Regions from separate parts of the Mus musculus genome. Here all the other regions are linked to region 1. The links are chromatin contacts, called in public HiCAR-type and promoter capture Hi-C maps. All regions are on one chromosome and are shown on one strand. Each heading gives the region's core, a stretch centred on a gene start, on an enhancer-like site or on the middle of the called end of the contact. The rest is flanking DNA. Distances are from core to core; before and after follow the strand shown.

Evidence for each region. Promoter capture Hi-C pulls out the DNA fragments that hold promoters and counts their contacts. HiCAR-type assays count read pairs that join an accessible place to other places. Capture Hi-C pulls out chosen DNA fragments and counts their contacts.
Region 2: a contact with region 1 is called in a promoter capture Hi-C map of liver, with 5 times the contacts expected there. The contact joins the promoter of Prpf38b here to the promoter of Atp5pb in region 1. A contact is called at or near these places in 3 of 39 promoter capture datasets (liver and pre-B cells) and 1 of 9 other capture datasets (adipose tissue).
Region 3: a contact with region 1 is called in a promoter capture Hi-C map of liver, with 5 times the contacts expected there. The contact joins the promoter of Csde1 here to the promoter of Atp5pb in region 1. A contact is called at or near these places in 2 of 39 promoter capture datasets (hippocampal neurons and liver), 1 of 484 Hi-C or Micro-C datasets (granulocyte-monocyte progenitors), 1 of 115 datasets of contacts at active chromatin or transcription factors (astrocytes) and 1 of 9 other capture datasets (liver).
Region 4: a promoter capture Hi-C map of adipose tissue shows a contact between it and region 1, with 3 times the contacts expected there. The contact joins the promoter of Nras here to the promoter of Atp5pb in region 1. A contact is called at or near these places in 3 of 39 promoter capture datasets (hippocampal neurons, liver and pre-B cells), 2 of 115 datasets of contacts at active chromatin or transcription factors (astrocytes and epiblast stem cells) and 1 of 9 other capture datasets (adipose tissue).
Region 5: a promoter capture Hi-C map of adipose tissue shows a contact between it and region 1, with 5 times the contacts expected there. The contact joins the promoter of Bcas2 here to the promoter of Atp5pb in region 1. A contact is called at or near these places in 1 of 39 promoter capture datasets (hippocampal neurons), 1 of 484 Hi-C or Micro-C datasets (muscle stem cells) and 2 of 9 other capture datasets (adipose tissue and liver).
Region 6: a HiCAR-type map of astrocytes shows a contact between it and region 1, with 3 times the contacts expected there. The contact joins the promoter of Gpsm2 here to the promoter of Atp5pb in region 1. A contact is called at or near these places in 1 of 39 promoter capture datasets (pre-B cells) and 1 of 115 datasets of contacts at active chromatin or transcription factors (astrocytes).
Region 7: a contact with region 1 is called in a promoter capture Hi-C map of liver, with 4 times the contacts expected there. The contact joins the promoter of Clcc1 here to the promoter of Atp5pb in region 1. A contact is called at or near these places in 2 of 39 promoter capture datasets (both in liver).

What each region holds. Positions count from the first base shown.
Region 1 is chr3:105,957,583-105,961,510 of GRCm38.p6, forward strand. It overlaps Atp5pb (ATP synthase peripheral stalk-membrane subunit b), which reads right to left and starts at 1,681. Exons shown (of 7, transcript NM_009725.5): 1 at 1,566-1,681; 2 at 1,280-1,316. The coding sequence starts at 1,605. Wdr77 (WD repeat domain 77) reads left to right here and starts at 1,916. Exons shown (of 10, transcript NM_027432.3): 1 at 1,916-2,116; 2 at 2,371-2,556. The coding sequence starts at 2,002.
Region 2 is chr3:108,910,022-108,913,949 of GRCm38.p6, forward strand. Prpf38b (PRP38 pre-mRNA processing factor 38 (yeast) domain containing B) reads right to left here and starts at 1,708. Exons shown (of 6, transcript NM_025845.3): 1 at 1,143-1,708. The coding sequence starts at 1,421.
Region 3 is chr3:103,018,929-103,022,856 of GRCm38.p6, forward strand. It overlaps Csde1 (cold shock domain containing E1, RNA binding), which reads left to right and starts at 1,618. Exons shown (of 19, transcript NM_001161854.2): 1 at 1,618-1,741.
Region 4 is chr3:103,056,058-103,059,985 of GRCm38.p6, forward strand. It overlaps Nras (neuroblastoma ras oncogene), which reads left to right and starts at 2,228. Exons shown (of 7, transcript NM_010937.2): 1 at 2,228-2,383; 2 at 2,848-2,975. The coding sequence starts at 2,865. Csde1 (cold shock domain containing E1, RNA binding) reads left to right here. Exons shown (of 19, transcript NM_001161854.2): 18 at 288-420; 19 at 829-2,129. The coding sequence ends at 876.
Region 5 is chr3:103,169,363-103,173,290 of GRCm38.p6, forward strand. Bcas2 (breast carcinoma amplified sequence 2) reads left to right here and starts at 2,293. Exons shown (of 7, transcript NM_026602.4): 1 at 2,293-2,503; 2 at 2,586-2,678; 3 at 3,913-3,928. The coding sequence starts at 2,411. It overlaps Dennd2c (DENN/MADD domain containing 2C), which reads left to right. Exons shown (of 19, transcript NM_001384113.1): 19 at 1-376.
Region 6 is chr3:108,720,036-108,723,963 of GRCm38.p6, forward strand. It overlaps Gpsm2 (G-protein signalling modulator 2 (AGS3-like, C. elegans)), which reads right to left and starts at 2,264. Exons shown (of 15, transcript NM_029522.2): 1 at 2,006-2,264.
Region 7 is chr3:108,652,005-108,655,932 of GRCm38.p6, forward strand. Clcc1 (chloride channel CLIC-like 1) reads left to right here and starts at 1,909. Exons shown (of 12, transcript NM_145543.2): 1 at 1,909-1,976.

The sequences.
Region 1 (3,928 bases), core at 431-2,930:
ATACCATGAGAGAATTTTTAGAACTTTTAACTACCATCTCAGTTGAAGCCTTTATTTTCATTTTCTTAAAACTATTTTAACAACTCCAAACCTGATGGCTCTTCTTGTCAAATATTCCTTAAATATAGCTCTTTCATATTACTGCCAATGCTTCTAAATCGTGATCTGACTTGAAAACTCTTCAGCAGGCTCTCCTCTGTCCACAGAAAACAAGTAACAGCACGGGCTAACCCAGCCCCTGCAAATTTTCTACATTCATCTTTCCTTAATGCCTCACCTATACTCACATCTCTCAAGCCACAAGGTGAATGACAACCAAAGAGCTTAAAGCTGAAAGACGGTCAAGAGTGCTTACTGCTCTTCACAGGACCAGATTTGGTTCCCAGAACCTATGCTGGGCTGCCCACAGCAACCTCTAACTCCAGCTGCAGATCTAATACCTTTTTCTCTGCCTCTGCAAGCACACACGCACACAAAAATAAAATTATTAAAAAAAAAAAAAAGAGTTTGACATTCTTTGGAGAAAGCAGGGCTGGCATTAACAGTACATAAAAAAAGACCCAAGACACAGATGAGGTTAATTCAGGTTTTCTTGGTTTTGCTATGTTTAGATTTTATTGCAATAGGGATATGAGCTCTGAAGGGTTTTAAGTGGGGGGAACTGCCAAGATCTCTCTGCTACATTGAGAATGGACTGTATTGGGATAAAAACAGATGTTAAGACTGAAAGCCTAGTGAAATTGTCCATTTCAGAACTGTGGGCAGCGGCTTCATGCTGTAACAATGGTAGTGAAAGTAGTCAGACTCAAAGCATCCTCACGAGTTGAGTCTTACTGACGGATTAGAGGATGGAGCTACTGTGTAGCTGTCTCTAGGACTAGGGTTGTTACTGTGATCTCCACAAAGTTATCCACTGTCACATTATGTGATCATCAACACAAGCATTTACGAAGCCATATGTGTTTTCGGCCTCCTGATATGGTTAATAAAAGATGGAAATCTGGAAGACACCCAAAACAATAGGTTTTATTTTGCTGTATTTAACCAGATCTGTCCTTGGGGGTAAGTAAGCCAGTAACTTGGTTGTGTGTCGCTGAAGGTCACAACGAGGGGTGAGCCTCTCTTTGGTGTTTGTCAGAGGAAGGAACAGGATCATGTTCAAGGCAATTAGAAGAACAAACGTCCGAATGAGTATGCAAGCTGGCTAACGTGAAGGAAAACAGCAATTTTTGGCTTGACGCTAGGAAATGGAAAGAGAATAAGACGTGGTGACACTCACCCTGGACCTAGGGCGGCCGCGTTCTTCAGACACGGGGCTGGAAATACACAAGACGGAGGTTAGCAAAGTCAAGGAGAAATCGCGTTTCTACCTTCCCGGGTGTCGGCCCTGGCATCCGTCTCTGCCGCGCCCTGAGATGCTGGGCGGCCCGGGAGCTCTCCAGATCGCTCCCGTGGGTGAGCTCGGGCCCAAACGCCGCAGTCCGTCCTCTACCCGCTTCCCGCCTCCCCGGCCTGGCTTCTTCCTAGTCACCCTGCTACGCTAACCTAGGCTCTACGTCTCTCACCCGCTGTGGCGGCAGCAGAAAGCACCACCCGGGACAGCATTGTCTGCGAAGAGCGGGACAGCGGGCTCCGTGTCCCTGTGACCCCGACCCGAGCCTGTCAGGGGCAGGAGCAAGATGGCCGCTCGCACATCTCGCGAGAAGAGATCAGCTCGCTTTTTCTCGGAAGTTCTCGGCTTTTTCCCCGCCCCCTCCCCACTATCGCGAGAAGAGGAGAAAAAATGGGTGGGGCTGAGGGAGGGAAACAAACAAAATCCCGCTGCGGGGACAGGAGACGGAAAAGCAGGCTGGAAGGGTAGACACAATTCTCGCGAGAAGTAGAGCGAATTCCCTCGGAGAGGGGCGGTTGCGCAGAGGTACACCACGTGTGCGGTCCCTCCGGCGCCGAGTCAGGGTCTCTCGTCGAGTCTGGGTCTAGGTTAGATTTGGAATCGTGGAGATGCGGAAGGACACCCCTCCTCCGCTCGTGCCCCCGGCGGCCCGCGAGTGGAACCTGCCCCCCAATGCGCCCGCATGCATGGAACGTCAATTGGAGGCTGCACGGTACCGGTCTGGTGAGCCGAGATCCCGGGGCCTGGAAGCCCCTTTACCCCCAGTCTCGGGTGCCCTCTCCCGGTGCTGACCCTCTCGAGTCCTCCCAGCGCCGTGTGGCCCTCCTCGGCCATACCTGGCGTCCTGGCCCTGCCCCAGCTCAGCTCCACAAATCCGATCTCAGATTCAGACTGGTCCCGCCACGGGGTTCTGTGAGGTTACCATAGAAACAAGGCCTTCCATCTGACACCTTATAACTTTGCTCTCCCCACCGTAGATGGTTCCCTTCTGCTCGGGGTCTCCAGCCTGAGTGGTCGCTGCTGGGTAGGTTCTCTGTGGTTTTTCAAGGATCCTAGTGCGGCCCCCAACGAAGGTTTCTGCTCTGCTGGCGTCCAGACCGAGGCTGGAGTAGCTGACCTCACTTGGGTGGGGGACAAAGGTATCCTAGTGGCTTCTGATTCAGGTGAGTGATCCCCCTCCCCTGGAATTGAAGAGTTGGGTACAGGGTAGGATGGGAAAAGGTGTTTTATTATTTAGAAGCAGGGTTGTTTACCTTATTGGCTTGGCTGTCCCAGAAACTAAGTAGACCAGGCTGGCCTTGAACTCACAGAAGTCTTCCTCTGTGCTGTAATTAAAGACGTGTGCCACCGTGCCTAGCCTCCTGTTTTCTTTTGCTGTTGTGTTTGCTATGTGCTGTGAATTGACTCACCTTGCTAGGCAACTGCTCTGTCACTGGACAGTCCTTAATCCCACCTTTCTTTGAGTGTCAGGCTGAGAAATGTAGGCTTTGGCATTAAAAAAGACAAAGAAATGAAGTTGGTAGGTGATGGAGGGTAAATGTTGGACAAGCTAGGGATGAATATAGTCAGACTACATTGTATGCGTGTATGGAGTTCTCAGAATTAAGCAGATTAAAGAAAGTCAGAATTTATATAAGTTGGTGGAAGCTGGGTATAGGTGCTGCCTGTAATCCCAGCAGCCGCAGGCAGAGCTCTGTGAGTTGGAGGCCGGCCTGTTCTCCATATCCAGTTCCAGGCCAGCCATAGGTACGTAGGGAAGTAGGGAAAACCCTGTCTCAAAGATTAAAATAGATTTATTTTGGGTCTGGAGAGATGATCCAGTGGTGATAAGTGTTAACTACTTTTTCAGAGGACCCAAGTTGGACACCCAGCACCCACATTCCACTAACAACCTTGTAACTACAGTCTTAGGGAAGCCAGTGCCATCTTTTGGCCTCCATGGGCACTGCATGCACTTGATGAATAGACATAGATGAAAGCAAAACACCTGTGCGCTTAAAATCAGAACATCTCTCTCACATACAAACATTCTTAAGTGTTAGGTAGAACATGGCAATTGAAAAGTAGAATGTTAGTGAATGAGACTGACAGTTGAAATTAGAATATTTCAAGACAGTGAGTGGCTGCTCTTCCAGAGCTCATGAGTTCACATCCCAGCAACCACATGGTGGTTTACAACCATTTGTAATTGGATCAGATGGCCTCTTCTGGTTTGTCAGTGACAGTGTGATCATATATATAATATAAATCTTAGAAGTATTTCAAGACATTTTATGTAAGCAAATATTTACTAGTGTCTGCATACCTGGGAAGAGACATCGTCACTGAACTGTTATCTAAATAAGGCTCTCTGGGAACCGATTGCTTAGGACCTGCTTTCTGGAAGCACTAGAATTGATTTTACATCTTATTTCCCTATCTCCAGGAGTTTTCCTCATAGGCATCTGGCCTGTTAGGAAAGCAGTAGGGTAACAAAACCAAACGGCCTGGAAGTCAGCTAAGCCGTTAGTGACGTGGACTTTGCTTTTACAGTTG
Region 2 (3,928 bases), core at 458-2,957, 3.0 Mb after region 1:
GTAAAATATACAGAATCTCTTTTCGTTAACATCTCCACGTGTATGTCAAGACAAGAAAAATTGGATGTGTTTTACTTTACATGCTCTAGCGAAAATGCTTGAAGACATGAAGACTATTAATACTCATTAAAATATAAATTAACCTCGGAGGCCTGGAAGGTTATTTTTTAAACTACCTAATTTGTAGGGAAGTGGAGACTCTAGTTAGTGAGACCAAAATCAATGGCCCAACACCAAACCGGTAAAAATAAACCTAATTAGCCATTCATTTAACCAGGGAAATGCATTTATTGGCGATTGAGCATGATTAATAGTGCATACCTCTACCTGCGACCCTGGGCTGCTCCGAGCCTCGCTGCAAGACTGAGTCAATCCTGCTAACGAAACAAGAACTGAGACAAGAGTGCAGTGAGGAGGCGCCAGGTGAGCTCCCCAGCACAGCCAAGCCAGCACCGACCCTGCCGCAGAAAGAAGCCCAGGGCCCAGAGCATTCTAATTATGCCCAACGCACAGGTGGCTGACACCTTCGACTCCTGACTTCCTGCTGGGAAAAATTTCCAGGCCTTCTGTACACCTCTTTTGCCCTGGCACTCCACGCCACCCTCAACCCTCCCGGCCCACCCGACACACTCACTGGCCAATTTCTGTCGGGATTGGAGAGCTTAACGAAGAGCACGAGGCCGACATTGAAGTAATTACTTCAGTAATTCCGCTGGCCCGGGGGGCAGCGGCAGAAGCACCGAGTTAGTGCTTAGTCGACACAGGTAAAAAGGAGTCATTTTTTTAAAAAATGGTGAACTTGGACAGGCTTCTGGTATTACTTTTCTCCTCTCCCCTAGAGTTCTTGCCCAACAGCTCCCTAGGGATAGGCAGGAGGTTGGGGTAGGTTAAAGATCGATTGTGGCGGGCTCGCCCGGCTATTAAAACAAAACAAAAAAAACAAAACCTGAAAAGGAAAAAAAGAGGGCGGCCCTAGCCCGACCCGTCCCAAACCAGCCCCAAGCTTCACTTCTCCCTCCGCCAACTTTCCCCCTCCCCCAAATCCGCGGGTCTCAGGAGGGAGGGAAAGGGGGTGCATCCACGGTATCCGACACCCCGCTCTGGCGAACTTACCCCCGACACGCGGCCTAGAGGATGCGTACCTTAAAGTAGATCTCGTCCACCACCTCGTGGTAGGTCTTGAGCTCGTAGAGCTGCACTTTGAAGTAAGGCGACGACAGGATGTTGGTGAGGATCATGGGGTTGAGGTTCATGGTCTTCTCGTTGCCCCACAGCGGCAGCACATTGCCCTGCTTGCCCGACACCGCCGGCTTGGTGGCGCCGCCGCCGCCGCCACATTGCTGCTGCTGCTGGGTCACGGCCGCGGCCGCCTGGTGCTGCGGTTGCGAGTTGCCGGTCAGCGCGGGGCTGTTGTTGGCCATGGTGCCGCGGCAGGAAGGAAGGAGGGCGGGCGGGAGGAGGGAGGCCAAGCTCGATCGCGCTCTTCGGGACAACGGTCCCGGACCTACTCCATGGAAGGCCGTCGGGGCAAGGAGCCCGCCGCGTTGTGCCCCAGCCGAGCGGGAAACTGCAACTGGGACGCCGACACACGGGAGCCCGGGCCCGAGACGGACGCCAAAAACGAGGCGGGGAGAACTCCGGACGCAAAGCAGAACGGGCAGCAGAGGAGCTCGATCTCTTCCGCCAACTGCCCCTGGGAACAAGATGGCGGGGCCAGCGGAAGTGACGCCATACGCCCGGGCGTTCGAGCTAAGGCCGTGGCCAATCAGAGCCGCCCGTGTGTGCAGGCTATTCCTCTTCCTGGTTGCGCGAGGTCGTTGCGTGTTGGCTCGGCTCCGGTGGTCTGTGTGCCGGGCTGGTGGCTTCCTCCTGGGACTTTGGCCCAGGGGGAAGGGGGTCTGGACACAGTTGCTATGTTTTAGAGTTTGCATCCGTTGCTTGATTTTTCTCGAGGCAGGAAGAGGGTCTCGTGACACTTGTGTTCTGGACGGATGCGTGACTGCTCCTGCGGAGCGGTCGAAGTCTCATGAGTTAATTTTGTTAGATTCTCCAGAAAGGACTAGAGTCAGGGAATTGACTCCGATAGAGTCCTTGAGGCTTTCGCAGAGGTAATAGTGTCCTACCGGAAGTCGTAGACGGCCCCAAATTTTTTTTCTCCTAAGATTAGGATAATATTTTAACTGGGTTGTGAGCTTTAAAGAAAGTACTCTCAACTGGGTGTGGTGGCGCCCGCTTTATTTCCAGTGCTGGGGAGGAAGGGGCAGACGGGTCTGTGATTCTGAAGCCAAGTTCCATAGACATCCAATCTCAAAATAACAAAAAACATAAAATCTGCTACCCTACGTGGAGTGCTTCCATTGACTCACCTTTTTTTTTTTTTTTTTTTTTTTTTTAATTTTCAATTAGGGTCTCACACTATAGCTGAGGCTAGCATGTAGCTCAGGCTGGCCTCAAACACAAGACAATCTTTACGCCACAGCCTTCGAGATACTGGGATTTTGGGTCCTGAGCTACCACATGTAGTGAGATGCTAGTTCTATGGTACCGCTGCACTGGGCTAGGCCTTAGAAAAGGGAGTGAGGAATGGAGATGGAGAAAAGGTGGGAAAGTAATCAGGGTATCTGTTCTCAAAGGTACTAATAATTTAAGATTAATAGTGTTTGAGAGTTAAGAGGCTGCTGGAGCCTTTGACCATCATCTACTATTTACCATCTAATAAGCCTGATTTGAGCAAAGAATGGCTTAAGCATAGAAAGCAAAATCAGGCTTAGAGATGGAAAATAGCACAGTTGGCAAGAAGCTGGGAGCTGTGCTTCGTGGGGAGTAGTGGCAATAAAATGTCTGTAATGTGTGGATGAAACATTAGGAACTTAATGCTTACCAAAGGCTACCCCACATCCTTATAGTGTGTGTGTATTTAAATCAGGCTAGGTTGGTTTTGATGGCTACGTCTGAAAGGAAATTTACATTCCAGAGACTGAGGCAGAACAATCAAGAGGCCAAGACTAGACTGGTATAATAATCTGACTTAAAAAAAAATCAGGCTATTGGTGTAGTTTAATGGTAGACGAGGTGCCTAGCTAGCATGGGCAACGTTGGTTTAATCCCAACAGAAACGTGTTTTCCTGTGCTCATTCATGGATATGAGCATTAGGGGCTGAGGATGTTCCTCAAAGGTAGAGACTTCATTAGCAAGCAAGAGTTTCAGCCCTATCACTGGAAAAAAGAAAAATAGTTCATATGCATAATTTTAAATATGACCTTGACGTCTACTTTGTATTGCTTGCATTATTTCTGGCTTCAGTCCATTCTTCAGCAATGGCCAGAATAATTCCATTAGTGCTCCTCTGCTCCTGAATGCCATGAGGTGAGCAGCCTGCCGTGCGAATCGCCAAACTCCAATCGTTGGTCGCATACTGTCGTCCTTTCCTGGAAACTTTTGGGTTCGGAAGTTTCCGAGCAGATCTTAGTTTCAGCAGCACATACAGAGACTGAAACGGGAGACTGAGGGGGGGGGGGGGGCACTGGGGGGGGGAGGGATGGGCAATGAGTAGAAACCAGTTCACCCTGATGCTGACTCCTGTTGATCAGTCCTCAGAGGGAAGTCAGTTCCATATGCAGTCCTGCATAGGAATCGAAAATCAGCATTTTGCAAGTGACGAAGGGCTCCTTGCTGAAGTATCCAGGTTCTTGTATCCTACCTCCAAGAATCTGACCATTGACACGTGGTTGAAATAGAAATAGAATATTAGAAAGGGCAAGCCCTTTCTCTTAATGGGAGTGGACTGGTGAGCTGAGAGAAAGTTCCCAAATTGCTCGGCCATGAGTGACTGTGACACTTTGTAGGACAATTACATACTAGCTGTCATTTTGGGGTTCTATTTGACTGACTTTTGTCACACATGCTCCTTTTGCTGTTCCCTTGGTG
Region 3 (3,928 bases), core at 368-2,867, 2.9 Mb before region 1:
AATTTCAAAAGTCCCCATACTTGGCCAGGAGTGATGGTATACGAAAGTAAGTGGATTTCTGTGAATTGAAGGTCAGCCTTGTCTACAAAGTGAGTTCCAGGACAGCCAGGGCTGTTACACAGAGAAACTCTGTCTGGAAAAATAAAAGTCCCCCTAGTATTTAACTGTCTCAACTTAGTTCAAAGTCTTTTCTGAGATTTGTGCAATCTCTTAACTGTAATCTGCAAAGCAAGACTGAGAACCAGTTTGCAAACTCCAAACTTCATCTCCATGTCTGACGTCAAAGGGCTCTTCAGATCTTAACTCCTTTCAGCTTTGCAGGTATCTCATGGCTCTGGCTTTTCCAATACTGGGGTCTCCAATACACACACACACACACACACACACACACACAGAGTGGGGGGACAATATTCATATTTGTTGCTTATTTTATTTTATTACATGTAATTTGTTCCCCTGAAAGCCCTACCTATGTCTACAGAGGTCTGCAGTTTCTCTGAATAACCAACTGAAAGTATGGGTAAGAAGTACACTTGGCAGGTTGTGGTGGCACGCCCCTTTAATGCCAGGCCAGGAGAAGGGGGGGGGGTATCTCATGAGTTCTAGGCCAGCTAGATCTACACAGCAAGTTCTGGGTGAGTCCCTGTCTCTCCCCCGCAAGGAAAGTACACCAGGATGAGAATGTTCTCCTCTCCCACAGAAGCAGGAAATAGATGGGAGTGTCCTCAGGGAGCTACCCTTTACCCAAAATGGTTAAGAGGACCACTGAAGTTGGGCATGGTTGTCCACACTTTTAATCCCACTAGGCTGAAGCAGGCAGATTTCCCAGAGTTCCAGGGCAGCATGTGCTACATGTGAGACCCTGTCTCAAAAAACAAACAAAAATAAAAAACCAACAAGATAGTAAAAGTAAAGTAATTGTTTTCTAGATTATTGACAGGGCAGCCTAAATAACTTTGCAATGGTTAGATCTAACCATTCCACTCCTCTACTCCAGTCAGGTGAATTATGCTTTTAGCCTGCTTTCAGCCTTTTAAATACTTATTCAGACTGACACACTACAAAAATCTTCTGGTAACTGAAACGGACAGTTAAAGTGGTTTGGGGAATTTTAGATTTTATTGATAATACAGCCTCGCTTATTTTTGTCTGTCGCAAGCAATGTAGTTTCTGGAAGACAAAAGCTTTACAAATTACTTTGTTAAAAACTTTTCTCTAAAGCAATGAAATCCCTTCTAATGTAGGAGACAGGAGAAAGCCTGTCCCGTGACTAAAGAGAAACTGCGATTTGGACTCCTGGATTATGGCTGAGGAAAGTGAAATCTTTTTATTCACGACACTCCCGGATCTGCCCTCAGAACTGTTCCTACTTCATAAGGCCTTCCTACTCAAGCCTCGTCGCTGAAAGCTTTCGGGCTCGCGAACACCGGGTGAACGCCTAAATTCACCCTTCGCCCCGCCCCCAGCGTCGCAGCAGAGTCACTAAACGCAGAGATTGCTTCTGGCACTACCCAGGGGCGAACGTAGAGAAGAAGAGTCACCGGCTTGCGTGTGGCTAAACGCAGGTCAGCGGCTGGCGTCACTCAGCCCTCGCGCGCAAGCGTACTAAGAGCACGCTCCCCCCACCTTCCCGTGCACGCGCTCGGAGCCTGCAACTCTCGCGAGAGAAGCGAGATTTATTCCTACGTACCGGGCCGTGCTGCTTATGGCGGCGCTGGAGAGGGGGCGCTGAGCTGTTGGGGTGAGTACGACCTCAGTGTTAAAGTGGGGGTAGCAACGAGCCAGGTTAAAGACAGCTGAGGAGACTCAGGTTAACGGGAGGGACCTCTGAGTGTCAGAGTGGGCACTCCTAGAATTCCGGATGGAGGAGAGTTCAGTGTGAGTTCCTACTCCAGGCGTCCCTTTTTCACCCTGGCTTCAACCGTCTCGGCCTCAGGGCCGGCCGCGAAGCCTTAGTGAGGAGGTGAGGCCAGGGGGTGCGGGTAGCGGCGGTGTCGGTGTCGGTGTCGGTGACTGAAGTGGGGGGAGGGAGCGAAAATGGAAACTCCGACCGCAGCCAAGATGGAGGCAGAGGGTGCGGGGCTCGGGCGCGAAGGCTGCCGGGAGCTGTAGTCCGTCCTCTTCCCCCTCTGCGGCTTGGCGGGGGAAAGGGAACTACAAGTCCCGGCGGGAGGGGTGAGGGGGTGGTGGCGCGGTCCTTTGTGTGCAGCTGGAAGAGGCCGGGGAGAAGGGCCTGTTCTTTTTTTCGGGACCTTGTCTGTCTTGGCCGTCACTGGCTTTGGGGATACTACTACGACTACCAGAGCGCAGTGCGGCAGTGGCGCCTTCTTTGTGTGTGGGTTGAGACCCTGTTCCATCTAGGGAAAGTGCTGCGGGACACCTCTGTTCCCTCAGCCACATCTGACCCTAGCGCGGCGGAATTGACACCTTTACTCACATTCTCTTGTGGCTGGGTCTCCACACCTAACTGTCCTTTGGCATTTGAAAAAGGAGTCGGGCCCCGTTCTAGGCACGTGTCTCCCACCTTTCTGTCTGGGGTAAATGGCATGCGTTAGGAGAGTTCCGTGATGCCCTCCCTCCGTGGTGCAAGCGCTGGCCTACATTGTGCAATGAATGGCTTGGCTTTGTCATGTATCTATCTAGTGTGAGAGCCCCAGTCGGAGAGCAAATTAAATTGGAAGATTTGACCGTCGAACGTTTCAACCATACCCAATCTTAGTGCCCCGGTTCTTTTGCTTTAAAGAGTTAACCTTAGAAACACCTTTGTGGCTGGTCTCCAACCTGACTCACAGGTGAGCAGGGAGTACTCCTTAACACTTTCCACTGCAGAAAACATTCTGAACATTATTAAACCACTTAGTTTCCTTGTTCTGCAACTAAAATGAGCAAAAAGATAGTGCTGTTTAAGCAGTTGAGGAGGACGGGCAGAAAGGAACTAAGGATGTTTAAAGATTGTAGTTGAGTTTGGACATTATGTTAGGCTGATGTGAACTTCTAGTTCACAAAACTGCCAAGTTTGTTTTTCTTTTGTTTATTGGTTATAGCCTTAAACTGTGCAACCTAGGTTAGCCTTGAAATGGCTGGCTGTCTAGACTGCTTGCTTGCTCTAACCTACTTTTTAAAAAAATAAGTTCCAAATTATAGGGCATTAATTCAAGCTACCAAAATGCTCAGTCTGCCCTCCCCACCCCCTTTCTTTTCCTTTCCTTTTCTTTTTTTGAGATAGGGTCTTACTGTGTAGCCTTGTCTGGCCTCGAACTCCGTGGACCAGGCTGTCCTTGAAGTTACAGAGATCTGCTTGTCCCTGCCTCCCAAGTGCAGGATTAAAGGCATGTACTACTGCCATGCCTGTCGATCATCTTGATTTTTAGGTACTAGAAGGCAAACTCATTACTAAATTGACAGGCGATATAATTATTAATGTGGATAAGAAGCAGATTGTGTACATAAACAGCCACGAATATGTAAGTTATAAAATCTAGGCAGTAGTTACCTGTCCCTTCTTTAGTCCCATCACTACAGACCTAGCACTTCTGAGGCAGAGGCAGGCAGATCTCTGAGTTTAAGGCCAACTTAATCTGCAGAGCAAGTTCTAGGACAACCAGGGCCACATTGAGAAACCTTGTATCAAAATATTAAAAACCAAAAAGAACCTTGGATCTAATACTTGTCCTTGTTTCTTTTCCTCTTAGAACTGGAATGTAAAGAGCTGGTAGTAGTTTGGTTTTGCAGCTGCTCTGATGTTTACCATCACCATGAGTATTTATAGCAGCTGAGTGGAAAAGCAGAGTATTTGAAGCACAGACGATAGGTTTTCTTTTTTCATAAAAATAAGTTCTGACTTAAGTGTGACCTTTATAGGAATGATTGGAAGTTGTGGTAAGTTTCCAGCTAATGAAAACTATGAACTGCTTTCTTTTTCTTTCAC
Region 4 (3,928 bases), core at 978-3,477, 2.9 Mb before region 1:
TCTTCATATTTGGCTTTTTTTCAAGATTTTTTTTTTTTAACATCTTTTACCTTGTTTTGTGTATCTGGAATTAGTCTCTCTGTTGACAAGTCTAGGATTCTTTATAGCTCCAATGCTGTTGAAACTCTGAGCTGGGAAGTATATATAAACTTGTCTGTCTTGTCTTGCTAGCTAAGATGAGGCAAGAAGAGTCTCCCTCATTAAAAGTGAGTCATTTGGGTAGGGAACATACAACTGCTTGCCTTCTTCCCAGCAATTGTTGGTTCTTCTCACTTTCACTCTTACAGTGAAGGCCCCAAAGCTGTTGCAGCTCCTCGACCTGACCGGTTGGTCAATCGCCTAAAGAACATCACCCTGGATGATGCCAGTGCTCCACGTCTAATGGTTCTTCGTCAGCCAAGGGGACCAGATAACTCAATGGTATGATTTCATTAGGGATGTGAGGGAGGTCAACTAATAATCTTACTTGAGCTTAAAGAAGTTAGTGAAGCAAGCAAGGGTTGCTTATCACTAATTTGGACTCCCTAACACATTAATTCAGACCCTAATAGAGTAGATGCTTTCTATAAGAAGCACTTCTTTCCGTTTTGAGATAGGGTCTCATATGTAGATTAGAGTGGCCTTGAACTCCCCACTCTCTGCTTTGCCCATGGTAGGATAACTGATTACACCAAGAAGTGCATTTCTTGGTATATTCTATTTAATAAGTTTCTTACTCTTAGGAGAGAATTGGTAGTGGATATGATAAATACTTTCATAGTTGATTTTAGAATTGTATGTTGTGATTGTCAATACACTCAAATCATTAACTGTTATATTTCTTCATAGGGATTTGGTGCAGAAAGAAAGATCCGTCAAGCTGGTGTCATTGACTAACCACGTCCACAAAGCACATCATTAATTCACTATGGTCGAGTTGGGGGGATTCTGGTGAAGGGTTCTGAATATCTTTCTCTTCATCCCTCCCAAAATCTGGAATACTTATTCTATTGAGCTATTACACCAGTTTTAACACCTTCCTCGTGTTATGTTTAAAGAAAAAAATAAATAAATTTAAGAAACCATTTTAAAATTATGCACAGTTGCAGCCTGGAAAACTTAAAGGTGGCGCCTTATAGTGTCAATTTAGGAGCTTTATTTGGTGCATTTAACGCAACTGGTAATTGCAAATTCCACTTGGCCTGTGTAAGTGAACAATGCAGACTGTTACTTTGTTGGCCCTATGAAATTCTGCACTCTAGTCAGTATATACTCTACCTTCATGACTTAACACTCAGCTGCATTCTTTTCCTATTTTTTCCCTGTTCATTATGCTTTAATTCTGAGGACCATATGAAGGTAGAATATATTACCTTTAAAAATTGCAAAAATTTATATAGCAAACGATATTCTTAAGTTGATGGCCAAATGTTAAAATGTTATTTTCATATCATTTATAATCTTGTCACAATCCACTTAACGAAGTTTGATTACATTTCAGTGAAAATTATCTTCCCGAGTAGTTTTTTTTTTTTTTTCTTCCTGGGATGGGGGGGGTAAATAACTTTACTACAATTAGTATGTGTGGTGCAGAATTTCATGCAAATGAAGTGTGCCAGCAGTGTGATAATTTAAACATATTTAAACAAAAGACGAATGCACAAAATTGCTGCTGCTTAGATCACTGCAGCTTCTAGGACCCAGTTTCTTTTACTGATTTAAAAACAAAATGAACAAAAAAATAATAATAATAAAAAAGTTGTGCCTGAAATGAATCCTGTTTTTTTTAATAAATAGCCCCGTGGTTCCAGTGCCCTGTTCAATACAGGCACTTGATCCTTGGTGTAGCTTCTGTTCAACTTTGTATCACGGGAACGGATTGGCCTGATTTCTCGGCCTTCATCTTGAATTGGCCCCAAACAGGGTCCCTGGCAAGTGGAGTGAAGGCTTTTTGTCTAACAATGACAAGGGTCAGCTCAGGGGTTGTCGGGGAGGGCGCTTTCATCTTCCCCGTTGTCATTTGAGGTTTTGAACTCTGGGTAAAGAGGCCGTTTATCTTTGTAAACACAAAACATTTTTGCTTTCTCCGGTTTTATGTTAATGGCGAAAGAATGGAAGCGAATAAAGTTTTACTGATTTTTGAGACACTAGCACCTAGCGCTTTCATTATTGAAATGGGGGCGGGGCGGGGCTGGACTGGGTGCGGCCGGCTGCAAGACTCTAGTCGTCGGCCCACGTGGCTGGGGCGGGGACTGGGGCGCCTTGGGCGCCTAGTGATTACGTAGCGGGTGGGGCCGGAAGTGCCGCTCCCTGGCGGGGGCTGTTCATGGCGGTTTCGGGGTCTCCAACAGCTTCTCAGGTTGAAGTCCAAAAGCCTCCCGAGGCGGGGTCTGCGGAGTTTGAGGTAAAGCTCCGGCCTGCCTGGCGTCGGACTTCTCAGCGTGTGAACGCCTGGCGGGGCGGGGAGACGCGGAGACTTGGCGAGCTGAAACAAAGGCTTGGGTGGGGGACTCTGGCTGGCTCTGGGGTGATTTTCGGAGCCGGAAAGGGGAGTTTCGGGAAGTGGTTGTGCCAGGCGGACCCCAGAGCTTGGGTTTGCAGGAATTGGAAGAGGGGGGTTCTTTTCCCGTAAACTGAGGGCGGGGCCGAGTAGATTGAAAAAATAGTCGCTGGTCTTTAATCCAATAATCTGGCCCGCACTCATCTGCAAGGAATGCTATGTTTCTGAATCACTTTGAGAACTTAGTGGAAGGCCACGTGTATCGAATGGGTGCCTTAGAAACAGAAGAGTTTGGTAAACTCATAGAAGCCCTTGAAGTATTGTAGGTTTGGTTTGCCAGTTTAATCGTAATTGCTGCTTTTCTACAGGTTTTTGCTGGTGTGAAATGACTGAGTACAAACTGGTGGTGGTTGGAGCAGGTGGTGTTGGGAAAAGCGCCTTGACGATCCAGCTAATCCAGAACCACTTTGTGGATGAATATGATCCCACCATAGAGGTGAGGCCCAGCCCCTGCCTGGCCCTTATCCTCACTTTGGGCTTTCTCTTGCCCATAACGGCTCTTTGAAAGTAAAGAGAAGAGAAAGCAAGGAGGTATTCCAAAAAAGCAGTAAACAAGTTCGTGCTTACTGAGGATTTCCTTTTAAAAGAACACAGTTTTCATTGTTTCTTTATGTCACAGCTCTTTAATAGAAACGTAGGTCACAAGGAAAAAGATTGTAGGCGATCATACAGTGAGGATAGAGAACTCAGAGCTCTGGATAGTCTGAAGTTGTCATTTTTGATCTAGTCCAGATTGAGTTGGGGTAGAAACAAGTTGAGATTTTGAGTCATTGTATCTAGGAATTTCTTCACAATTTAGTTACGGATATTGAGGAAAATCACCTAAATCCTTACAAGTCTCATATTTCTATATGACGTTAAATTTCTATCACTTCCCTGGGATTAATGGTGCAGGTATGTATAAGTCCAATTTGTAAGCATTCAAGAGGCTGAGGGAGGAGGTTTCAATTTCTAGGCTTGCCTGAACTACTTACTGAGGCCCTGTTTACAAAAACCAAATATTTTTTTCATGTGTAAACCTGTTCTAACACACAGGAATGTTAGTTAAATTCAGATGTCTACACAGGTTACATTTTAATATATTCATGAAACAAAATATAAGCACATTTCCAAAACCACAGATAAGGTCTTCTAAGTTTGGACTATTATATAATAAAAATAAGAATTTGGCCATAAATCCATACTAGATGTTTCTGGTTTTGTTATTTTTTATTAGTGGTTTTGTTTTCTTTGGTTTTTTGTTTTTGTTGTTGTTGTTGTTATTGTTTGTTTGTTTTTTGTTTTTGTCTTAACCTCATAACTCAGGCTGGTTTTGTTTTTGTTTTGTTTTTTTTTGAAACAGGGTCTCACTGCACTACCCTGGCTGGCCTGAGACTTGAACTCACAGAT
Region 5 (3,928 bases), core at 1,043-3,542, 2.8 Mb before region 1:
AATATAGTTCCCACACATGGGTCCAGGGAAGAGAACTGAGTCTGTCCTTTCAAATGTTAGTGCAGCTCACCCAGGGGAGCTCCTCCCAGACAGCTCTCTCCTTTCCTTCTTCCTACACTCCAATCCCGATGGAACAATTCATGACTGGTTGTTTATAAGATGGGGAAGGAGGGTTTACTGTGGTCAATCATGACTGTCCCTCTGCAGGGAGACTGCTTTTGGGAGAGTCTTAACCTTCTTAAGATCTAAAGCTGCTTCCTTTCCTTGAGTTTGTTGTAATTTGTTTTTGTAAATGTTGTGAATTCTAAATACGTTTGTAAAAAGAATTGTTCAATATTTCTATCAAATGTTTACAGATAAAGGCATTTTAAAAAAATTCCCACAGATCTCTTGGAGAATTTAAAACAAATGCACATAAGATGTGTAGTGGTTACTTTTCTATTGCAGTGATAGAACATTGACCAAGCAACTTAAAGAAGAACATTTGCCTTGGCTTACATTCCAGGGCTGAGAGTTAATTCAGGTGGAGAAGCATGAAGGCAGTAGCGGGAGAGTTCACATTTTCAAAGGGCAACTTGAAAGCAGAGAGCAAAAGTAACTAAACCTCTGCAACAGCGCCACCAGCTGGGGACTGAGTGTTCAAATCCCTAAGCCTATGTATGAGAGGCAGTTATCAAATCACAACACACACACTTTACATAAACCCATAAACAGCACATTTACACAATGTAAATTCGTAAATACTCAAATCCAGCTTAGACTAACCAGGATTATAACCGAGATCAACTTTTCCAAAGCTCTTGGTTGAACGTACACTGGATAGCTTATATAGTCTCACAATCTTTTTTTCATTACCTCTTAGTCTGGAAGATATTTTACAAAGAATGTATGCTAACTACAGCCTGAGGGGTTGAGAGGCAACGTGGAGTAATATTTTATTACCACAAATCCTAAAGGCAAAAATGATTGGGTTTTGTATAGGCCCTAAAGACAAAAAATAGCAAGATTTTCTCATTATTTTATCTGATCACAGCCTTCCCTCCCACCTATCCTCCTACTCCCTCTCTTCTCTCCTTTCCCCATCTTCTCCCTTTCTCCTCAGAGAAGGGGAGGCCTCCCGTGGATATCAGCCTTGGCATAGCAAGTTGCAGTAAGACTAGGCCTATCTTCTGTTGAGGCTAGACAAGGCTGCCCAGTTAGGGGAAGGGGGTCCAAAGGCAGAGTCAGAGACAGCCCCTGCTCCAGCTGTTAGGGGTCCCACAGAAGCTGCATATCTGTTACATGTGTGTAAGGATCCAGGACTGTCCATTGCAGCCTCTTTGGTTGGTGGATCAGTCTCTGTGAACCCCTGCGGGACCAGGTTAGTTGATTCTGTATGGCTTTTTTTGTGGTGTCCTTGACCCTTCTGGTTCCTTCATTCCTTCCTCCCCTTCTTCCACAAGATTCCCAGAGCTCTGCCTAATGTTTGGCTGTGGATCTTTCCATCTGTTTCCAGCAGCTGTTGGGCGAAGCCTCTCCTGTCTGGAAGTGTAGCAAAACATTAATAGTGTCAGGGGTGGGCTTGCTCTCATGGGATGAGTCTCAAGTTGGGCCTTGATCATCCCCTCAGTTTCTAGTCCATCTTTATCCCCACACATCTTGTAAGCAGGACAAATTTTGGTTTTGTGGGTAGATTGGTGTCCCCATCAATCCATTGGAAGTCTTGCCTGGTTCCAGGAGGTGGCCATTTCAGGTCCTATATCCCCTGTTGCTTCAAGTCTTATGGTCACCCTAGCATATTCCTGTGAGTTTCCCTTTTTCTGGGCTTCTAGCTCTCCCCTGAGTTGCCTCCACTCCAAGGCAGAGCTTCTAAAATGAGGCATTTTATAGTTATAATTACAGTCATGGAAGGGATGAGGTGTTTGCAGTGCTGCGGACTGACCTGGTTTTGCCATTGAGCCGCACCCCTCAGGTTGTTGGATCTAAAAATTTAATTGGAAAATAGGCGCACATTTCTAGTTTCTATAAAAGAACATTCTTAAGGGACCGGCTGCGAAATGAGGATAAAGCAAGGGAGCGCTAGAAGCCCAGCACTATGTGAGTCTAAACAATGGAAGGTTAAAGGATGTGGAAAATATATTTCTCCCCTCCAGCCAAGTCCAGCAACCACCTCTTCCGAAGTCTGCCCTACCCACTCCTTCAAAAAAAAAAAAAAAAAAAACGGCACCCATACAAAGAAAGGCACCCCGGCACGCCAGCACGTGATGCTTAGGCTTAGAGCCTAGTGGCTATAATTACCAACTGCGCGTGCGCCCGAATCGAAGCCCCAAAGGCAGCGGCGTGTGTGACGTCATTCCAGGCGCAGGCGCAGTGGAATTAGAACCGAGGCTGCGCAGACTCAGAAGGCGCTCTTGAAGCCTAGTGCCGCGCGATGGCGGGCACGGGCTTGGTAGCCGGAGAGGTGGTGGTAGATGCGCTACCATATTTTGACCAAGGCTATGAGGCACCCGGCGTGCGGGAAGCGGTGAGTGCGGGTCATGTGCGGCGGGTCCGCCGAAGGCACGCCGCCCTTTCCCGCCGCGACCCTGGCCTGTTCTCGTTCTTAGGCGGCGGCCCTGGTGGAGGAGGAGACGCGCAGATACCGACCTACCAAGAACTACCTGAGCTACCTGACGGCCCCGGATTATTCTGCCTTTGAAGTAAGTGTGCCTTTGAAGTAAGCCAGGAGGCTTGCGGACTTTGATACGGGAGTGAGGGCTTTAGCTGTGTAAAGTGAACTCCACCTTCCAAGTTAGCTGGTGCCTGCAGCTCGTACTGAGTGCCATGTAGGTGTGAGTCGGTTTGAAACCGCCAGATGCGCATGTCACGGGCTTCGTACTACAAGAACCTGCGAAATGCTCCATTAGTTTCTGCAGATTTGTTTAATAGTGTGCACCTCCGTGTGTGTGTGTGTGTGTGTGTAGAAGAGTCATGGTACATTTCACAAAAGGGCCCTTTATTCTCTAAGGTCCACTCAAGAACAGGTATCACTCACGAGATTTTAATATTTATAATCTTAAGTACCTGTACTCTTTGCCACCCCTGGAGGGAGATTCTTTTGTACCAAGTCTCAGATAGTTAACAGGTGTATGAATGCCTGAACAAGCATGTCTAACTGCATGCTGTTTTTAAGTGGTTATTCTACAAGTGCAACCAAAAAACACCACTTAGATGTTGTTAGAAGCACTTTCAGGCTGAAAGGAGACTGCTCCATGCGCAGGGATGTGTGATACTTCGGATCTAGATGCCAGGTTTTTAAACTGGGTTGTGACTCCTCAGTGGGGGTTTCATAACTGATGTGGGAGCTGCAAGAAATTTGGCAAGAGTAAAAAGTACTAACCCAGAAATTAATTGAAAACTCAAGTCCCAGATCTAAGCTCTGGTCCATGTTACATCATGTGACTTCACCATTTACACTGTACCCAAACAGTTTACACTGTGTCAGTTCGTCATGCAGCAGCGGAGACTTCCTGAAATGATTCAAGACTGTTGTGTGTTGTGAATTACAACGTGACGTGGGGCTGGGATTAAAGCTGTTTTCAGAGTTCCACAGCTGGCTGACTACAGGGCATTGAAAACTGCTGGTTTAGGGTTAATCCTTGAGAGGTGGACTCTTCTATGTCCACCTCCTTTCATGCCTGGGCAGAATATGGAATTAAAGAATATGCCTATTTCTTCAGATTCTAGATAGAATTAACCTCAACTGGGGGATGTGTCAGTGGCCCTGGGTTCAAATATTAGCATCCTTTTTTTTTTTTTTTTTTTTTTGAGTAGTGATTGAGAAGGGAAAAGATTCGCTATAATGTGTAGTACAAAGTATAAAATCTCAGTAAACTGCATTCATTATTTTCAGCATGATTCTGTTACTAATTCTTTGTGGTGTTTGTGCATCAGACAGACATAATGAGAA
Region 6 (3,928 bases), core at 1,014-3,513, 2.8 Mb after region 1:
GAAGACTATATTTATATTCTTGCAGATTCAAGTAAACTTTGCTCTGTGTCTTTGGAAAGGTTAAAAGCTATGGGAAGTGTTATTTGCTTTAGAACACACACACAAAGCGAGACCATCGTTACAAGGGTAGATAGATCCCTCCACACTTCATAACAAACCACCGACTGTATTGTGGTTTTAAGTAGAATTATGTGCCACAAGTGGGATTCAGAAACACATGGCCATTTAAGTGCAGTAGCTGGTGCTTTGAGATTAGGGAGTAGTCTCAATCCCACCAGTAGCCTATTAATTACACAGTTTTAAAAACAAATGCCCACAGGTGTGTGGGGTGAGGGTGGGGGTATGTATGTTTGTTTGTTTGTTTTTAGGTAAGTCTTGGAGTACTTTATGGGTAAGAAAGGTGAAGGCTGAGGATGTGGTTTGGTTTTGCTCGGCATACACCTGCCCTGGATTTGACCCTAAGCATGTATGGTGCACACCTGTAATCACAGCACTGGGAGGATGGAGAAAGAGAATCAAAGAGTGCAAGGCCAAATTCAGCTATCTGAGACCCTGTCTCAAAACTACACTGAATGAATGGAGGGAAGGAAGGAAGAAGAAAGTCAGCCAGCCATTTCATACCAGGTGGAATTTGTGCACATATTACAGCCCAGTAGCTGTAATCCCAGCTACTGGGCTGAGACAGGAGGATTCCAAGTTCCAGGCCAGCCCTAAACATTTAGCAACAATAGGTCTCAAATAAATGAATGAATGAATTAATTAATTAATAAATGAATAATCTGGAATTACCTCAGTGATAGAACTCTTGCTTAGTGTTCACATGGTTTAGAGTTCAAACCCAAGTACAGAGGAGGTGAGGTGTGGGGAGCCACACTATATATAGTGCATTACCTTTGTAACTAGCCTACTATTAAATCTCAGGTTTACATCAAAACATACTTGTAATAGTGTATGTCTGACCTACTGAAAATTCAGCTAAACTATTTTTCCGTGGGACACGCTTCCACAATACTCCACAGTCTCTGAATTCATAACCAGTCCAATCCTCGAATTGTAAGTTAGAAATAGTTTGCAAGAGGGGCCTATGAATGCCTAGAACCGGCCGGGCATCCCTGAACTCCCCCACTGCCCTCAAGTCAAAGGACAGGAACCTTCGCTTTTGAACTTAGGCGGAACGAATCTCTGCTCTTAGCACGTCGAAACCCCAGGCAAAAGTGCTCTTTACCAGAAGCAATCACGATGGTTACTAACAAGCCGGAAAATCTTCAGTTTAGCCTTCCAAAGAGGCAGTCTGAAAATTCTGCTTCGCTGGTGACAAAAACTTACAACACAAACCACACAGCAGTCCAATCAACACAAAGCACCGAGAGGAGAGTCAAGAACTTACCTATTCTAAGTCTACCCGGCGTTTAAATAATGCATTAAGGCAAATAAACATTGCCATCATTACTCGTTTCAACAGAGTTCAAATGATACTTGTTAAAGCCACCTAATTGTTTACCATTAAAATACAAGGAAATTACGTTTTCCACTTTTCATCTGAAGATACTAAGTTTACAGCTTTCCGGCTAAGATCTCAAACATGTTACGCTTGCTATAAAGCTGGTTACAACGATCTATCAGTTTCGCTTGCCAGTAAGTCTGGGATCCGAAAAGTTCAGGAGTTTAAATGTGACTTGACAAAGGTGTCTGGTGTGGAGACCCGGGGCCGGCGACGTGCCTGGGATTCGAATCCACTGGGATTCGGCTTTGTATCCACCGTCTGTTACGCTCGGAAAACGCGTGAAGTCGCTGCATCCCAGCAAGTATTTTCAAGGTCTGCAGAAGCCCGATCCCCAGTCTCCCCTCACTTAGGGGACAACAGCCTAAATGGTGCGGGTGCGAAGCCCCCCACGGAGCTCCCGGGTCCCAGCGTCACCCGAGCCCGTCGAGCCTCGGTGGTCCAGAGACCCCCGCCCCACGCCCCCACACACCCCACTGGGTCACCCCCTCAGGCTCCGCTCACCTCCCTCCGGCCCGCGGCTCCTGAGAACAAGGAACCGCTGCAGGGATGAGCGCCTCTGGCCGTAGACTAGGAACCGCGGCGCTTCCCCAAGTCGGGTCCCGGCGGCGACGCCGAGCCAAGCAGGGGCACCGCGGGAGGCTGGCGAGCGCCCCGGGCGCCCGCCCCCGGCAGGTCACGTGGGCCAGAGCTTCGGCCTCCCCCTGGCCTCTCAGAGGGTCTCACCGCCAGCAAGGCTCCCTCAGCGCCTGTACTCCTCTGCGCCTGCGCCTAGCTCCAGGCTCGCCCATTCAAACTGACAACGCCCCGCGTTTTTTGGACCGGCCAATGGCACCGGTGGGGCGGGGCTAGGCGGGTGGAGGGCGGGGCTAGACGAGCCAGGGCTCCCTCCTTCTAAAGATCTGTGTGTGGGGTTTGCCTCTCGGACTGTAGCGCTTGATTCTCCTCTGCTGCGGATAGATCCTCCGCCAACTAGAAGCTTATTGTCCTCGAATTTCTCCTTCAGATGGCGAAAAGTGGGACAATAAACATCAGAGTTCAAGCTGGGTCTAGTTCAGACTTTGAACCCAGGAGCCCCAGTCCACTGCCTCTTTCCCTGCAGGCTCAGTCCCGCCCTGGGAAAGTCTTCCAAGAGGCAGATGTGAGAAAGAAAGAGGCCTGTGTGAAAGGAACAGAGGGTCCCGTGTGAAAGTCTGAACAAGGAGCCTCAGTTCTTGAGGCAGTGTCACACACAGTTCTGGCGTTTCCAGATGTTGGGAAAGCAAACTTCTTCTGACTGCAGGATCGCTGGTTCCCAGGAAAAGCAGAGATGGCGAATTTAATCCGCTCCGGCGGCTTGCATTCCCATTCTATTCATGCCTTCATATCAAGTTCACCAAAAAATAGATCTTAGCTTGTTCATCAAATGTTTAAACTAGAGTCTCTGCTGTGAAGCTGATGACGTTGGTTACATTACATTATCTATAGCCACTGCCTATTTCTCCACTGGGATGAAATTTTAATGTTTTACAGGATTGGGCACCTGTTAAAGAAATTCTAGTTTCAGCATCTCTGTGGTGATGGCCGTGACCACTATATGTGTGTCATGGAAAACTGTATAGAGATAGTGTTAGCACCAGCCAGACCTGGGTTTGAATTTCAGCTCGGGCCTCTTCCTACTGACTGATTTTGAACCAGTTAGGCGTCTGTCCTCTGTAGCCTTAGCTTCCTCAGCTGTAAAACACAGATAATGAGACCTCCTCTAATAAGGTCTGTCATGATGCTTCAGGAGGTAAAGTTTATGAAATGGTTAACACAGCTGCTGACACATCGAAGCTGTTCAATAAGTGGTTCTCTTATTATTATCAGCGAGCACCCTTAATACCAAGTTCTTATAAAAAGCTGAATTAGCTGGTTGTACTATTTCAGAGGTAGATATTATAATTCTTCCATACTCATAAATTCTTTGTGGGAATTGGTACAGTAAACCACAATAAAAAGTATTTTAAATTCTGCATAGCCAAAGCGAATCGTTTCTTTCCTGTGCCCCCTTCTCTCATAGATTGGACTTTTTATCTCAGCTATCAGCAATGTCTATCTTCCTAATCAGTTGAACTGTTTTGTAAATCTTCTTTCCAAACGCATGCATCCATGAGATTGTGCCATTCTTCTACTTGAAGACATTTAATGGTCAAAAAACAAAACAAAACAAAAACAAACAAACAAACAAACAAAAAATAACAAGAGTCAGGTATTGTCTCACATACCTTTAATGCCAGATCTTGGGAGGCACAAGCAAGTGGGTCTCTGTGTGTTTGAGGCCATCTTGATCTATGCAGTGAGATCCAGGACAACCAGGGCTACATAGTGAGACCCTGTCTTTTAAAAAATAGAATATATATTTATATACACCTACTTTTTAATAAGTGTAGTTGAGAGTATTATATA
Region 7 (3,928 bases), core at 659-3,158, 2.7 Mb after region 1:
ATGCTATTAAAAAGAAGAGTGGAGACTCAGCTAATATAAGTTTAATTAGGGTTGGTTACGTGAGCAAAGGTGAAAGGTTATTTACAGTATAGATTGGCAACTTAATTAGTTGCTATACCATTGAAGAAAATACCTCCTCTCCTCAAGCAATCATTAACTGCCCATAGCCCTGTTCCATGTTCACATGTCATGTTCACAACGTCAAGACAGATACTGCCTTGTAACAGTTCTTAGCTACTAGTGAGTTCATGTCGTGCCAGGGAGACAAGAGTCCACAACACGCCTACCTTTCTACCCTTCCTCTGGCTCTCAGATTCTACCATTACCACCCCCACCCCCCAACCCACCAAATGATGTTCTTTGAGTTTTGGAAGGAGCAAGTTAGATGTTTCATTTAGGGCTGAGCATTCAAGCCACTTATTCTCAGCACTTTGAGCAGTTATGAGTCTCTGTATTAAGCACTACTACTGCAAAATGAAGCTTCTTTGCCCAAAGCTGAAGGCAGTACTAATGTTTGGGTAAACATAAATATTTGGAAGGCTGCTTGATATGTATGATACATTTAGTCAGCAAAAGAACAGTAGCTTCCCCCCTAGGGCATTGACCTCCCAGACGCAGATTTGATCAGGTCTACTGTGCCGGACATGAATCCCCTCCTATGGAGTGGGCCTCAAATCAAGCTGGAAAGAAGATGGCTACCCACTTAACAGTTTGCCACTATTGCAAATGTGGGTACATCTTGCCTGGGAGGGCAGCCGGGTAACATACAAGGTCACAGCAGGGCAAGACTGCTGGTGACTTCTTCCATAAGGCATCCTTATGTTATGAAAGCTAACCTTCCAGAGTAAGCATTCAGTCCAGTTCCATCTTGACTTCTGTACACACATGGTTGCTACAGCAGTAGGATCTTATCATCTACATCTGAAAGGCTACCAGCCACAGTAGCAATGGGGCTGGAGAAGTGGCTTAGCTGTTAAAAGAACTCAAGTTCGGTTTCCAGCAACCGAGTTTTGTGGCTCAAGATCACCGATAACTCTGCATCTCAGGTACCTGATGCTCTGCTGGCAACTGCAGCTCTGACCTCTGCTGGCAACTGCATTCATATGCAGAAACACAATCAGAATTAAAAAGAAAATACGTGTTGGTGCCACAATTATCTGGGACTTCCTATCTAGGGGGATCCAACCCCCTCTTCTGACCCCTGTATGTACTAGACACGCACGTGGAACACATACTATATGAAGCAAAGCACTCATACATATGAAATAAATCTAAAACGACTACAAATCTTAAAAAGTTGTAAATGATGTATGTATACCCAAGAATACCAAATTAAATACTAACAGTGTCTCATTGCCAGTTAGTTTTTGTATTCATTTCTGGGGTGGGGTTCCTCTTTGGACACTTTGGAAACTGCAAAGCCAGAAGTTGAAGATAAACACAAAACAAACCTTACGTCCAAACTCCCATTTGCCTCCCTCACTATATATAGTACTAGTTAACCATTATCTTCCACTTAGAAAGTTATGTTCGAAGTAGATCTCTCTCTCTATCTCTCTCTCTCTCCTTCTCTCCCTCCCTCCCCCCTCTTTCTTTCTCTCTCTCTCTCTCTCTCTCTCTCTCTCTTTTTCTTTCTTTCTTTCTTTCTTTCTTTCTTTCTTTCTTTCTTTCTTTCTTTCTTTCTTTCTTTCTTTCTTTCTTTCTTTCTTTCTTTCTTTTCTTTCCTTATTTACTTATTACTTATTTACTTATTTAGACGTACTTGGCTCCTTTAGCCACGACCGTCTGAACTGAACTGGTGGTTGGGTAATTGAAAAGCCCTTACTTCAGAGCAGAGGAGCGCGGCCTGGTCCCGCCCCCGCCTCCGCCCCCGCGGCGCAGCCAATCAGCAACGCGCGCGGGAAGGCCGCACAGCTGCGGGCCGAGCGAGTCGATGAGTCCGCTCGGGACTCCAGTCCGAGTGCACCGTGTTTGAGGTAGGCGGCTCGGCGTCTTCCGCGGCCGGGCTGGCCCGGGTCCCTCTGAAAGAGCAGGCAGGACCCTCGACGTGAGTGGGCGCTCTTCGGTGTGTCGGGGCGGCCCGCGGGTCTGCGTGGGAGGCGGCGCGGCAGCGTGAGAGGTGCCGGGGCCTGGGCCCGTGGCGATTCCCTGTTCCGTCTTACGCGGGTAGACAGCGCCCGCCAGTCATTCCCCTTGTCTCGGCTAACCCTGCGAATATACCGAGCGGCCCACCCTGGGGCAAGAGCATCCTTGCTTGTGTTATCTGAAACCTTGGCAGAATCTGCAACAAATACTGACGGCCAAAAAATTATATATATATATTGGATTTGTTGGAGTAATGGTATGAAACTCCAAATTTAATTTGAGTATATTAAGTTAGTTGATGCTGTAAGTCTGTGGGTTTATAATTAGGTGCAAAACGTCAGGTTTTCTCCATGATACTGATTATAAAAGTGCTCTTCTCAGCGTTGTCTGGGCACATATTGGAAATGAAAATTGTCTGGTGGGCGGTGGGCACCCTTTAATCCCAGCACTCCGGAGGCAAAGGCAGGCGGATCTCTGAGTTCGAGGCCTGCCTGGTCTACAGCGTTTCCAGGATACACCGAGAAACCTCGTTTCGAAAAACAAACAAACAAACAAACAGAAAAAAACAACCTCAATTGCCAGGAAAGGACAAGAACACGCGTGAGCTAAATAGCGACTTCCCGCTTCTAAGATAACCGAGAATTTGACTTCCCTTAACCCGGTTAGTCCTGCTTGGCTGGTTGGTTAGACCTCTGATTCTTTGAAATCAGTGACTTTCTTGAGGGTTTCCATTTCGTGGCTGTCAATCAGCCTGCACATCTTAAGAGCTAAGCCAGAGGCCGCCCCTGTGAGAAGCCCCTTTTCTGGTTTTCCCACCTGTGTGATAAGACCCAGCAGAGTTTCCTCACCCGCTTTTGAACCCTAACCTCCAAGGAACCTCTCAGAGCTCAGAGGCCATGGGCATGTTACCCGTTTTTTCTGGGATTGAGACAGTGGTGCCCTTTCCAAGAGTTTTTGTAAGGATTAAAGGAGCATATGTTTCAGTAACAAAATGTCCTCTATTATTGTATGAGTATGTTTTTTTATATACTATTATTGTGCGCACTGGAGTACATGTGTTGTAGTTGAGGCAATGAGAAAATGATACAAACTAACTGGTGTCCACCGACAAGTCATAGAGTAACGCAGGTTTTTTTCATAAACTGAGGCAACATAGGAAGATTTTTGTGATGTTTTTGTTTTTCCGAGTCAGTCTATGTAGCACTGGCTGGCCCTATCTCAGAGACTTGTCTTTAAAATAAGCTCGAAGCAGGTCCAGATTGCAACTTTGGAGGAAGTGTGGGATCAGTTCTAAGTGTTGTTGTTTTCAAAGAGTTCTAGTCTTAGATGACCACCGGCCTCTGACAGGAGGGATTGAATTTCCAATTGATTGTGGTTTTGGTTTCTTCCATAGCCCCCCCCCCCCCCTTTTTGACTTCCCAGCTCATTCTGGTGTGGAATCTAACTCTGGCTGCCTCCCCCCCCCCTTTTTTTTTTTTTTTTTTTTGCCTTCCATCATTTTATTCATTCTGTAGTCTTGGTTAACTCTTCACCTGCTGGTCACTATTGGAGAAAGTCACGTGGTTGCCCGTGGTGTAACTTTGTGAGTGGTACTTGGCAGGCTGTCAGCCTCCATAAGTGATGCCCTCTTGCTTTTGTTTTCTAAACGTCCGTTACCTTCACCCTAAACTCCTGTTTTTATCTGAGAAAATTTGTCTTCCTTCTCACTCGTTCTGTTGATGAAGAAGTATGCCATGCCCACGAAAGGGATACAGGATGCCGTTTCTGTAGCTTTTATTTCAGGTTTTTTTTTTTTTTTTTAATATTTTATGTTTATATGAGTATACTGTTGCTGTCTTCAGAT